Regions from separate parts of the Gossypium arboreum genome. Here region 2 is linked to region 1. Evidence: chromatin contacts called from public Hi-C data. All regions are on one chromosome and are shown on one strand. Each heading gives the region's core, a stretch centred on a gene start, on an enhancer-like site or on the middle of the called end of the contact. The rest is flanking DNA. Distances are from core to core; before and after follow the strand shown. Region 1 has its middle 18 kb from the start of LOC108459098. Region 2 holds the start of LOC108460842 (two-component response regulator-like PRR37).

Region 1 (7,064 bases), core at 1,762-4,261:
AGTCCTACATGTACACATGGTTGTCTGGTAGTCATGTGGTTCACCTGTGTTGTCCACACACCTGTATGAATGACCGTGTGACCCTATACCTATACACGATCACCACCGATTCACTTAGAAAAGGCACACACCTTTCACCATGGGTCCGGCTGACGTTCCTCATGTCCAATTTTGGTTTGATTCACCTAAATCTAGTCCTTCAAATGACATTTGCACATGAATTAACAGTTGGTTTCAAGATTTTGAAAAGTTTTTCAAAATTTTGGCAAGAACCAGAAAATATTGATTAATCAAATGAAATATTAGCACCGTATAGTAATATTACAAAAATATGGGATCTAATCATTGAAACGAGGTGTATTTATCATTTCTTGGCAAGGATATGGACACTATTAATTGAAATTACAAAACTGATAGAAAAATGATTGAACGGGGGATGACTTGAAGCGAGAAATCAAAATAATTATTAGCAATTAGGATGAAAATATGGTGTAAAAAAAAGAAAAAAATAAATATAAAAGATAAAGAGAAATTTTACTAGAATTTAAAAAGAGGCAAATGGTTAAATAGGTAGGGTTTGAAACCTTTGGGGTGACAGTTGCAAATTCTTCAATTTTACCAAAATTAAAAGGAAAATGGGAGGGGAAAGAGGAAGCTCAAACCTAGGACCACTAAGATAGAGGATAACGTTTAATCATTGGGCCTATCACCCATTTCTTGTTTATTTTTAATTCCTAACCATATATATTTCGAATGTGACTTTACCCTAGGTTGCCCAAAATAAAATGGGAGGAAGGGAACTCGAACTTGGGTCTATAGGGTGGATTCACTAACACTTAGCCATTAAGCCTAATTCATTTCTTATTTAACCATTTCAATTAACCCCTTATATTTCGGGGCATGACATAAACAATCTTGTGTGTTCATTATTTATTTTCTTTACTTGTTTATTGCAGTGGCAACCGAAATGGTCACTACAATTAAACACTTCCATTTAACATTCAATTTAAAAAACAATTAATAGTTGTTAGGTTGCAACAAAATCATCGACATTGAAATAGGTAGGAGGAGAGAGTTGAGAATTTAATAAGAAAAAAATCATATTGTTAGAGGGAGAAGAGATTAATTAAGACAGATATAATTATTAGAGGAAAAAAATAAAAGAAATATTTTTTAATCAAAAACATGTTTTAGCGTAGATTGAATTTTGATACAATAGTTTGAAAAAGATGTAAAATATTTTAGTTTTACATTGGTGTAAGTAGATCCCTACCCATATATATGAAACCTTATTGAATAGGGATTCATTTACACCGATTTAAAATTAAAGTAGTTAGTTTTTTGTGATTTGATAATAGAATATGCTTTAAAGGATTCTGGAAAACAAAAAGATAATCGAAAACGGAGAGAATCCTGGTGCTGGAAAATCTATCGCAGAGGAGTTGATCCCTAAGAAAGTTCGATTTAGAAAGGAAGATGGAGATTCGAATAACGACATGATGATCGATCTGACTTCGGAGCAGCCCCTTTCGTGGAAAGATAAACTTTTCGGTTAACCATCAAAGAATGACACTATTAGATCGGAAGGAAAAGAGGATTTTGTTATTCTAGACGGCGACATTCAGAAATATTTTGTGAATGGAGTGCCTTCTATAACTTTCTCGGATAGGATTCACCAATTTCTAATTCAAGATATGGAGAATACCGTGATTTTAAAATTGCTTGGCCGTAATATTGGTTTTTCAGTTTTACAGAATAAATTATATAATCTGTAAAGACTATCAACAACCCTACATATGTTGGATATTGAGAACGGATATTTTCTGGTTAAATTCCAAAATAAGTTGGATTGTGAAATGGCTCTTTCTGAAGGCCTTTGGATCATCTTTGGACAATACTTGACGGTTCAGCCTTGGACGATATCTTTTGACCCCTCACAGGCATATCCAAGCATTATGAAGGCGTGGATCAGATTTCATGGCTTACTAGGTTACTTATACAACCATAAAATTATTACTGAGATAGGAGGGATGGTTGGCAAAGTGGTTAAACTCGATATGAAAACTGATAGTAGAGCTAGAGGGTGCTTTGCTAGAATGTCAGTTTATGTTGATTCGGACAAGCCTTTGGTTTCCCAAATCTTGATCAATGGCCGAAAACAGAATGTGGAATATGAGTATCTATCCACAATTTGTTTTAATTGTGGGAGATATGGTCACGTAGAAAACTCTTGTACTTTCAAGAATTCAGGTGTCACCGGGGAAAATAATTTTACTCCGCATGAAGAGTCACCGGAGATTCAAAAAATGACTAGAGATAGCTCGGGGAAGAAGGTTGAAAATTACGGACTATGGATGATCGTTGAAAGAAAATCAAGGCGGAAATTTAGAGAGAATGCACAAACTCCTTCAGCAAATCAAGAGACTGGAAAAGAAGGATCACGTTTTAGAATCCTTAATAATCGGGAATCCCATAAAAATGTTAATAAGGGTGATATGTTTGATTCTAGACGTAATAAAGGGAAAGAAATAATCAATGGAAACTATACCAGGAAAGATGTTGGCTCTTTTCAAAATGGACGAATTGATTTAGGCAAGAAAAATAATAATAACGGTCAGGTTAAGGGGGTAGGCCGTTTTATTAATAATGGCCCGAGTACTAATGAGGAAAGTGGGCCAATCTCTGGATCCAGCTTGAATTACAACAGGACTAAGGAAATCTTATCGGATTTTAAGAAGCAGACCAGCTTTTTGGGCCTTGGAGATATCTCGGATGCTCAGGCCCAAACTACTTTGGACCAGCCTGGATCTGTCATTATGGCCCAACATAAATCTGTTGTTGCTGGCTACAGTAGCAGTCCTATTGCGATGGTAGACGAGCGACCGCCTTCTACCATTGAAATGGGTCTTCTTCTTGCAGACAATACTAGATCGGTTCAGGTTTCTCTGGTTCTAGAAAGGCGTAACAAAAAGGAATAGGGAGTGGCAGTGGGAAGTCTTGATTCTGGAAGACACACGGCGGTGGTTTTCCATGAAACCTCGAACCCTAACAAATCTACTACTCATCCAAACAGCAGTAAAAGGTTAATTCCGGTGAGTACCTCCGGTTCAGGAAATGGATTCGATACTAGAAGAAAAGGAATTTCTAAGAAATGCAACAAAGCTCTCCATGGGAATAACACTCGATTCACATTCACTGGTTTACAACGGGTGTCTCTGAAGGAGTCGATGAAACAAATTGCTGAAATTCTGTCGGACTCTTCCAATACCAATTTAGACTCAGTGTTACCCAATGAATTGGATGAGCAAAATGAGGGGAGTTTTCTCCTTGGACAGTAAGCTCTTAAGGTTTTCTTTGGTTTTCTTATTTTTTAATTTTCCTTTTTTTAATTATTTTATTAGATTTTGGAAATTGTTATATTTTATTTTGTTTAATTTTCTTTTTATGATTATGGGATTAAATCTAAAAATATTTACATGGAACTGTCATGGATGTGTTAGCAGGAATTTTATTCATGCCTTTTGAGAATATAATGAGGAGCACAAGTCAGATATTGTCTGTTTGGTTGAACCGAGAGTGAGTGGCAACAAGGCCAATGATATTATTGAGAAATTAGGATTTAATTTTTCGCATCGGGTTGAAGTAGTGGGGTTTTTAGGTGGTATCTGGGTGGGGTGGAAGGATTCTATTCACATTAGAATCATTCAAAACCATCCACAATTTATTTTTTTAAGTGTTGATAATCTTATTCCCGATAAATCCATTCTCATTTCTTTTGTGTATGGTAGTCCAGATAGGTCTAAACGGAACCTCCTCTGGAAAGGTTTACAATCCATCACTCCTAATAATTTCACCCATTGGCTTGTTATGGGAGATTTTAATGCGATCTTATCTCCTGCTGATAAAAAGAGCCCTTCTACTATTGGTAAGCGTTGTAATTTTTTTGGTAATTTTGTTTACTCATGTGAGTTGCAGGACTTAGGCTATAGCGGCCCCCTTTCATTTGGCAAAGAGGTGGTACTTTAGTCAGACTGGATAGGGCATTCGCAAATGAAACTTGGTTGACTACATTCCCCTAATGTTTAGTACATCACCTCACCCGTATCAAGTCGGATCATTGGCCTCTTTTATTGTTTACTAGACCAGATTTTTGCACTCCTAAAGGCAGGCTTTTCAGATTTTTAGCAGGATGGACGAAGTATAATGACTTTTCCAATTTTTTCAGATGCAAGGGGAATTTTGCAAGTAATATGAGTGACTCCTTAAATAATTGTACTTTTTCTGTTAAAGATTGGAGCAGGAATGTGTACGGCTTTTTGGGTACTCGCAAGAGGAACCTAATGAGATCGCTTAACAATATTCAAAAGGCTTTAGAACATTCTGGCTCCGCTCATTTAGCTAAAAAAAAGATGGAAGTTCGGGACGAGTTGGAAAACGTCCTTGATCATGAGGATTTGCTTTAGAGACAAAGGCTCGATGCGATTGGCTGCAATTAAGGGATCAAAATACCAATTTTTTTCATAGTCGCACTGTTAAAAGAAGGAAATTTAATCGAGTCACATCCTGCGTATTGAGAATGGAGAATGGTGCTCTGTCCAAGATATTTTGCGTAATAAGACGGTGGAATTCTTTGAAAATCTTTATGGTGAGGCCTCTCCCATTTTGAAAGATATTCCTAGTAGTGGATTCCCTTGTCTTAATCCTTCAGAGATTACTTTTCTGGAGTCATCTATTACTAATGAGGAGATTAAAGTGGCGTTGTTTGACATGGCCCCATTGAAAGCCCCTGGAAGTGATGGCTTTCATGCTCACTTCTTTCAAAGCCAGTGGAATGTACTTGGAAAGGATGTCTGTCAATGGGTTAAGGATGTCTTTGATGGAAAGCAGATTGAGCCAAATTTGAACAATACATTGATTATGCTCATACCTAAAAAGGATAGTCCTGATGATTTTAGTCACTTTCGGCCTATCAGTTTATGTTCTGTTCTGTATCAGCTAGTAATGAAAGTGACTGCAAACCGGTTTAAGGTAATTTTTCCTAAACTGATTTCTCAGGAACAAGCTAGATTCATAGCTGGAAGAAACATTTCTGATAATATCATCATAGCGCAAAAAGTTATTCATTCTATGAGGTGCAATTGAAAGGAGAGAAAGTGGATGGCCATTAAACTGGACTTGGAGAAGGCATATGACAGGGTAAGTTGGGAGTTTATTAGTGCTTCTTTATCAGCAGTTGAGATTCCTTTGTTTTTACTTAGTGTGATTATGTCAGCCATATCTACTTCCACCATGCAAATTCTTTAGAATGGACCTCCTACGCAAAAGTTTAAATCGGTTAGAGGAATCAGTCAGGGATATCCTCTTTCGCCCTATCTTTTTGTGCTTTGCATGGATTGGTTGGGCCATTTTATTTGTACTGAAATGGAAGTTGGTAATTGGGACCCAATTTGACTCTTCCGTACAGGACCTGAGATATCTCATTTGTTCTTCGCTGACAATTTGGTGATTTTTGCAAAGCTCAGGTTGACCAAGCTCGGTTATTAGACAGTATCCTTTCTCAATTCTGTAGGATTTCGAGGCATAAAATTAGTGTAAGAAAGAGCAGTATTTTCTTCTCCAAGTACATTGGAGTTGACGTTCGCAATCAAATTAGCCAATTGATTGGTTTTCAGGAAGTTCAGAATCTTGGCACCTATTTAGGTGTTCCTTTTCTGCACGATAGGGTATCCAAGAATACTCTGAATTTTGTGGTTGATAAGATCAGGAGGAAATTGCAAAGTTGGGATGCCAGGAAGTTATCTTTTGCTGGTAGAATCACCTTAGGTCAATCGGTACTTCTCTCCATTCCTAACTACTTTATGCAATCATTAATGATTCCGAAAGGTGTTTGTGCTGATATAGAAAGACTGGTGAGGCAATTTATTTGGGGTTGCACTGAGGGGCAATTCAAAATGGCCTTAGTTGGATGGGATGCTATTTGTCAGCCACGAGCTCGAGGTGGACTTGGATTTAGACATTTGAATGACCAAAATTCGTCATTCCTTATGAAGATTGGGTTTAGCCTTGTATCTAAATGTGATGTGTTTTGGGTGCGCGTTCTCTAATCCAAGTATGGTTGGAAAGATCAGCTTCCTGACTCTATTAGTAGGAATCAGTGCTCTCACTAATGGAGGTCGCTCTCTAAAATTTGGCCTCTTATTCGTGAGAATTTAGTATGGTATATTAGGGATGGGGCCAATGTTTGCTGTTGGAAAGACCATTGGATTCCAAGTATGGGCCCTTTAATATTAAAAATTCCATCTTTTACTAACCTTGATTTGGATTGTAGTATTAGGGAGATGGTTAATTTTGTTGGGAGCTAGAACCTAGACTTGTTTCGTGTTTGGGTTTCTGAAGAAGTGATTAGCAGAATCACTAGTATTCCTCCTCCACATCCGGATTTCGGTTCTGATAGAGTAGTATGGGCTCGTTCAGTGTCAGGAGCTTTCTCAGTTTGCTGTGCTTATTGGTCATTGAAAGGAGATACGTGAAACTCTCAAGAGGAGCATTGGAAGATTCGTTGGAAGTATCAAGAACCTCAGTGAGTTAGAGTTTTTCTTTGGTCGGCCTTTCAGCAAAGACTTCTTACTAATTCTGTACGAACTAGACGAGGAATTAGTCACATTAGTTTCTGTACCATTTGTGGGAATGATTTGGAAGATTTGGTGTACGTTGTTCGAGATTGTCCCATTGCGAAAGATGTGTGGATGACAGTGATTCCGGACCAGCTAAAACAAAGGTTTTTCTCTATTCCTTTTCAAGATTGGCTTATTCTTAATCTTTGTTTTCATGAAAAATTGCAGGGAAGCGGAGTCGCGTGGTCATGCCTGTTTGGTTTGATTGTTTGGAGAATCTGGAAGAATGGAAACTTATTCATCTTCTAGAATATTTCCTGGATAGCAACTGAAGTAGTAAAAGTCTCTAGCTGTTAGGCTCATCAATATGAATCACTTCATAGTGGTCATAAGAATAATTCTCAGAGTTCAATTTTCATTAATAATTTAGATGGTAGCTGGGTGTACTTG
Region 2 (6,670 bases), core at 1,610-4,109, 36 kb after region 1:
AGTTCAAATAGTCAATTATAATTTGGATTATTTCAATTCTTAATTTATTTCTATTGTAATTATTTAATTTTACACTTATTAATCCATTTATAATGTAATAATTTAATTTTACACTTTATAATTATTTGAATATATACTTATATTTATATTTTAGTTCTAGTTGTAATGTTTAAAAAATCAAACCACAATTTTTTTACCAACAAAACTTCAACTCATGAAATTTACCATCACTAGACAATAACATATTTTATAATATTGATAATCATATATATAAAAATTTTGTTTTAAAATAGTTGTTTGAGTTCTAAAATATTTTAAAATAAAATTTATATATAGTTTTCTTGTCATTAATATATTATTATTAATTTTAAGTGATAAACCGCTTTAAACGTGATGCATTAAATTATGATTAAAAATTAAAATTATAATCTTAATATAAATAAAAAAACAATATAATTGTATACAACAATAAGATATAATAACAGTAAAAATTTATTTAAAAAACATATTTTAAATATAAAATTTTCTATATATTTAAAACACATCATCATCAACCTTGAGAGTCTAACTCTTAAAGTTGAAAATAATCATCAAACTTAATATAACATCAACTTATAATAGAAAAAGTAACTATTTTTTTTAAAAACTTTTAGGGAAATAAAAAGTTTTAACTTTTTTTATTTTATCCAAAACGATTTTGGTACACCAAAAATGTGTATCTGGCAACAGAAACATTCTGTTTTGATTTTATTCTTTTAAAAATGTAAACTTTTCGGAAACGGGGAGATATGATATGTCTGGTATTAAAAATTGAAAACATTTAAATTTTCTCGCATCGCATTAAAAAGTCGACCTAAAGGACAATAAAATGAAGCAAGAAAAAAAAAAAACCTTAGAATCTTTAATTTTTCATTTTCCAACGACCCATTACACATGAAAAAAATGTCTTTTATATATGGGAAACGTGAAGGGGTTATTTGGAACATCAACCCTAACTGTTTTTAATTTGTTTTATAAAAGGTTTTCGTCTTTCTAATTTTCTCATTTAGTCTCATAAATTAAAATATTATCTAATTTTAGAAATATGTTAATATTATTAACTATTTTTGTCCCTAAAATTTTTATGTTACTTAAGAACAAGAATTTATCTTATTTAATTTTTATTTTTGATCAATTAATTTTACTTTTAATTTCTAATATCATGCTTTTATGAAATTAAATAATTAGAAATAAAAAAAAATTGCGAGTTAACCTCATACCCATTTAAATGTAGCAGATAACAACTGGGCTTGAGAATTGATGTGTATTCTAATCATAAGAGCTAGTAATTGCCGATATGCTCATGATCATGGAAGCAGTTGTGAGTTTTTTTCTTAAATTTTAAATTTGAATGAATACAAATATTTTTTATAAATATAATAAATTATATTTATTTAAATATTGATAAAATAAGTGATTTTCAAATATATTATTTTTAAAAACTTAATAAAAACTATAATAGTTGTCGAATTATTTGAACATTATAGTGTCCAAATTTTATATTTTATAAAGTGTTTTAAATTATTTAAACATTGGTTGAAATTAAATAATTTTCTAATATACAAACTTATTATTAAATTTTGGCTTAAACTTTATATAAATTTATTTAGTTTGTAATTTATACATGTTGTTAATATAAACAATCATTTAATATCATTTAAATCTTAGTTTTTTTAGAAATTTTATTGTAAATAAAACTATGTCTCACATTAAATTATTTTGTTTAATATATAATTATATTTTTATTAAAATATTAATAAAAATGAAATATATTTTATTTAACACATAACCTTCCATATAAAATAGTTGTCAATACTATTTAAATTTCAATTTTTTCCCATAAAATCTATACATGTAATATATTCAAATATCATAAATATATTATATTCCAAATAATTTATATATACAATCAATCCAAATGCGAAGCAAACTAAATAATTTTATATTTTAAATTATAATAAGATTTAATTACATTCATTAATTAAAGAAGAACAAAGATAAATATAAAATTACAATCAATTGCATATTAATAATTTAATATTAAAACTAATTAATTAAACAATATATAATAAATAAAATGTAAGAAATTAGTAATATTTTATTTAAATTATAATATATTAATATTAATATAATATTAATATTTTTATTATTATTTTAATATTAAATATTTTAAAATGAAATAAAATTAATATAATTGATTTTAAAATAGTTAAATATTTTTAAAAGTATTTTGTAATTACATGTCTCTTCAATTTATTAATAATTTGTTAAAGAAATTCATTAAAATTTTAAAAAACTATATTATAAATTTAATATATATAAATACAAACTAGTTATATAAATATAAAGATTATAAATAATTTTGTAATATTAAATGTTTAATATTTTTATATCATTTAATCCAAGGTGCCAGTGAAGATATGTATTCGCTGATTGGCAAAACCCTAGAACTGACAGGTAAAATCCAAAATATTTAAGGGTATTCTCGTCATATGGATTGTAAAGATGTCGTCATTAGTTTCAATAACCCGGCCAATGGCCTAATGAGCTATGCATACAGTGGTCACTTGGAAAACGACGTCGTCCAACTTTTACCGTCTCCTCAAATTCCCCAAGCATCATTAACTCATCGCACAACGTGCCACGTGTCCCTTTACACGATTCAGTGAATCGCCGAAGATCCACCACAAAACTACTGACAGCCAAGCTTTAAATCTCGGTTCCACGTCATCAGATTTAGTCCCACGTGGTTTGCTGACATGCCGTTACTTCGAGCCGTTACTTAAGCCACATGATCTCCACGTCATCAATATAATATCTTTTTTATTTTATGTATCTTCATCGTTTTTTTTTTTACTCTTACAATCTTTGGCCTTCGCCGTTTCTCAACCAGTCAAGCCATATTTTTTTTCCCTCAAAATCTTCTTTTGAAATTTAGAATTTTTTCTTTTTATTATTTATTAAATAAAACCCCTAGTTTTTTAATGTGCTTTGAGTAACTAGAAGCGAGATTTGGAGTGTTTTTTTTCCTCTGAAATTTTCATTGTTTTTAGCTTTTGAAAATTTCGACCGTTAAGAGAATGGGATGAGGAATGAGGATCGATCTGAAACGAGTTCCGAAAGGTAAATAATTGCAGCATTTTTTTAAAAAAATTCAAATATATTTTTTGTTAACAATTTTCTCGGTTTCTGGGGTTTCTTTTGCTATTGGAAGACTAACTTTTTTTTTTTTTAATTTCCTTTTTCAATTTTCCTGAAACTGGGTTTGAAATTACAGATGTTAGTTTCATTTGTAATTGTTTATTAAATCTGTATTTTTTCTTTCATTTGATTATAATTTTTTTTTATGTTGTTCAAAATTCAATCTTTTAGTTTTTTTTCTTTTTCCAGTGGAAAATAAGAATAGCTTCTTTTTTTCTTTCTTTAACCCTGCCCCCGGGAGAACAAAGAGCAAAAAGAGAAGGCATTGGAGCATTTATTTGAATAAAGAGTTATTCAATTCATCAAAGTTATTTGAATCGACTTGCTTTTGAATGTTTCAGCTAGTTTTCTTCTTTATTTCTTCATTGCAACCATATTTTTTTTTCATTTTTATTCGATATTTTTTTCGTTCTTGTCATCATAGAAAATTGGTGCTGTTTTCAACTATACTGACGTAAAAATTGAGAATTATGGTCAGTACGATTCTTGGACTGTAAGAAATTTGGGGAAAAAAAATCTGGAAATCGAAATTTCAAGTTTTTTTCTTTTGGTTGTTTAATTCAGTTTTTGCAGTCTGTTTTAATTTGAATACTTTGAATTAACCATATTGAGGATTTAAATTTCGATTTCATTTTCTTTTTGTGCATATAATTTCAATTTATAAACGTTTCTAGTTTCTTTATATTTCTTTTACTTCGTTAAACATTACGAAAAACGATTATTTTATGAGAAGTGCATTCTATTGCTACATTATTATTATTATTATTTGAATTTTTATGTTGCTTTTTTTTTATATATATTTGCAGAAGAACAAAAAAACTGAAGTTTCTTGAATCACAAGCTGAATGTAAGTATTTGATATTTCAATTTTCTTGACATTTCTACCTAATTGTCTGAAACTGAAAAATATGAATTTGTATGCCGTGGAAATGGAGCAGTACAACCTAACTTAAAGGATTCTTTCCTATGATACTCCGACTCTTTATTTTTCTTGAGTACTTGTCTTTGTTGTGATACATATTTGGACATAGGTGTCACCTTTCAAAGATCATCCAAACCTTAAACCCATGCTTTATTGTTGAGTTGAATGGATTTGAATTTATTGGGTTTAGTAGTAAGATGAGAGCAAGTGTTATATGATAGTTTACATGGCTGTTATATGTGGCTGAGATCTAATGCCAAATCTTTTATTTGTTAAATTCCGTATGGTTTCGTGAAGGTTTATGTTTTTAGAAGTTTGTATTTGAAGACAATGGGATGTGCAAGCTCGTTCTCAGAATAGAGGAACCAACTCAATCCGGCTCCTTCCTCGTTATCGGTCTTTTGAATCCGGTTGATGGGGATAGTTCAAGTGAATAATAATGGAAATAGCAATATAATCTGTTTACCAAAAAAGAAAAGAAGAAGAAGAAGAAGAAGAAGAAGAAGAAGAAAAGAAAAGAAATAGCAGTATAACCTAGCTTAGGCTTCTTTCCTGTTGAATGCAAGAGTTAACTGTTTTCGAGAGCTCGTATTTATATGTGTGTGCTTTACTGTTAAGTTAAATGGGTCTGAGTTTTATGGGGTGTAGGCATATTTGTTAGTAAGATGAGAATAAGTGTTACAAGCAAGTTCATATATGATTGTTATATGTGGGTGACATCTAACACTAAATCTTTAATATGTTCTAGTCTGTAGGGACTGGTGAAGGTTTGTGTTTGTATACGTTTGTATATTGAAGACAACGGGATGTGCACGCTTGTTTTTGGAATAGGAGAACCAACTCAATCCAGCGCCTTCCTCCTTGTCAGTCTTTTTGAATCTGGTTGATGGGGATTGTTCAAATGAATAATAATGGTCCCGTGGCTGGTGGATGGGTTGAACTGAATACACATATCTGTGATGAGAACACGAACATAAGGGATGGAGTCACGGGTGAGGGGCAGGGCCTCTCTGACGAAGATGAGTCACGTATTAATGAGGATGTGGAAAACAGAAATAATGGGAAGAAAGCGGTGGTTCAGCTTCGTGGTCCTTTAGTTTGCTGGGAGAGGTTTTTACCACTAAGGTCTCTGAAGGTTCTATTGGTTGAAAACGATGACTCAACTCGACATGTTGTTTGCGCATTGCTGCGAAATTGTGGCTATGAAGGCTAGTGAATTTTTTCAATATAGAATTTCTCGTTTTGCTATATGATATTATAGTGTCTTATACTGTGAAAATTGGACTAGTGACATAAGTTACCTGAAGATTAGTGTTCAGCGGCTTACTTAATTGTTGTTATTGCATAAGGGCAACTTATGGTGGATTGGATTCTTTATTCTTGAGTACAATATTTTGTATTAACAGTTTCTTTTAACTTGACAGCTTATTTTCTTCTTGGTTTTGCTCTTTTACTTTGACTGGTGTTATATATAGGAAAGAAAATATTCAGTTATTCAGTCACTCCTAATTTATTCATACTGACTTGTTTGTCTGATTATAGCCTAATTATAGTATTTTTCCAACATTAAGGTCGTATGATGCTATGTTGCTTTGAATCTTCATTTTTCTTACATATTTTCGGGCGAGGGTATTGGATATGACCCTCAAAGGACCTTCCAAATACATGAAAAACCTTTGGATAAAAAATTGAAAATACTTTGGCCAAATACATGCTTATAATCAACAAACACCCAAGTTTGAGCAACATAGATATGGTATATCTCAGAGGATTTTGATTGTTCTTAATTATATTGCATTTATTTCCAGCATAAATAGCCCTCTTGGTTGATATTTATATGATTGTTATATATATATATATACATTCACCTTGTATACACCATTTATGCAAGTCTTTTTTCCTGTTTTTCTTCCTATTAAGGTTTTTTTCTCAATCTTGGCAGTTACTGCTGTGTCAAATGGTTTGCTAGCTTGGAAGATCTTGGAAGATCTAACCAATCATATTGATCTTGTTTTAAGTGAGGTAGTAATGCCTTGTTTGTCAGGCATTGGCCTTTTATGCAAGATAATGAACCACAAAACTCGCAAGAATATTCCAGTGATTAGTGAGTTTATTTCCTTAATTGTTTCTCTGGTTTTTAAAACAATGCAATTTTATACCTATTTTTCTTAGCAATTGATACTTTTAACTGCTACACCTGGTGAGTTTTGTGTGCAGTGATGTCTTCTCATGATTCTATGAACATAGTCTTGAAGTGTTTGTCCAAGGGTGCAGTCGACTTTTTAGTTAAGCCCATTCGAAAGAATGAGCTTAAAAATCTTTGGCAGCATGTTTGGCGGAAATGCCACAGCGTGAGTTACTATAGTTAACTCATTTTATGTATGAAACTATATGAACAATTTCAGCTCTGTCCTTTATATTCCTTTTTCTCCGTCGTTTATAGAGCTGCTCGAGTGAAAGCAAGTTGCTCCTATGGCGAGTTTCCTAATTGAAATATTGAAATATTTA

What was found. Hi-C and Micro-C count contacts between places; a contact is called where the count stands out from the background.
Region 2: a contact with region 1 is called in a Hi-C map of leaf, with 4 times the contacts expected there. The contact joins the promoter of LOC108460842 here to the enhancer-like site in region 1. A contact is called at or near these places in 2 of 5 Hi-C or Micro-C datasets (both in leaf).

What each region holds. Positions count from the first base shown.
Region 1 is chr4:35,521,265-35,528,328 of ASM2569848v2, forward strand. No RefSeq gene overlaps it. Among protein-coding and RNA genes, the nearest start is that of LOC108459098, 18 kb to the left of the region's middle. Within about 2 kb of position 3,012, at least 2 of the 2 cell types and tissues checked have an H3K27ac peak or open chromatin away from gene starts, as enhancers often do. A contact at or near this core is called in leaf, where this site is marked.
Region 2 is chr4:35,556,957-35,563,626 of ASM2569848v2, forward strand. LOC108460842 (two-component response regulator-like PRR37) reads left to right here and starts at 2,860. Exons shown (of 9, transcript XM_053027117.1): 1 at 2,860-3,162; 2 at 4,047-4,087; 3 at 6,105-6,266; 4 at 6,380-6,513. The coding sequence starts at 3,125.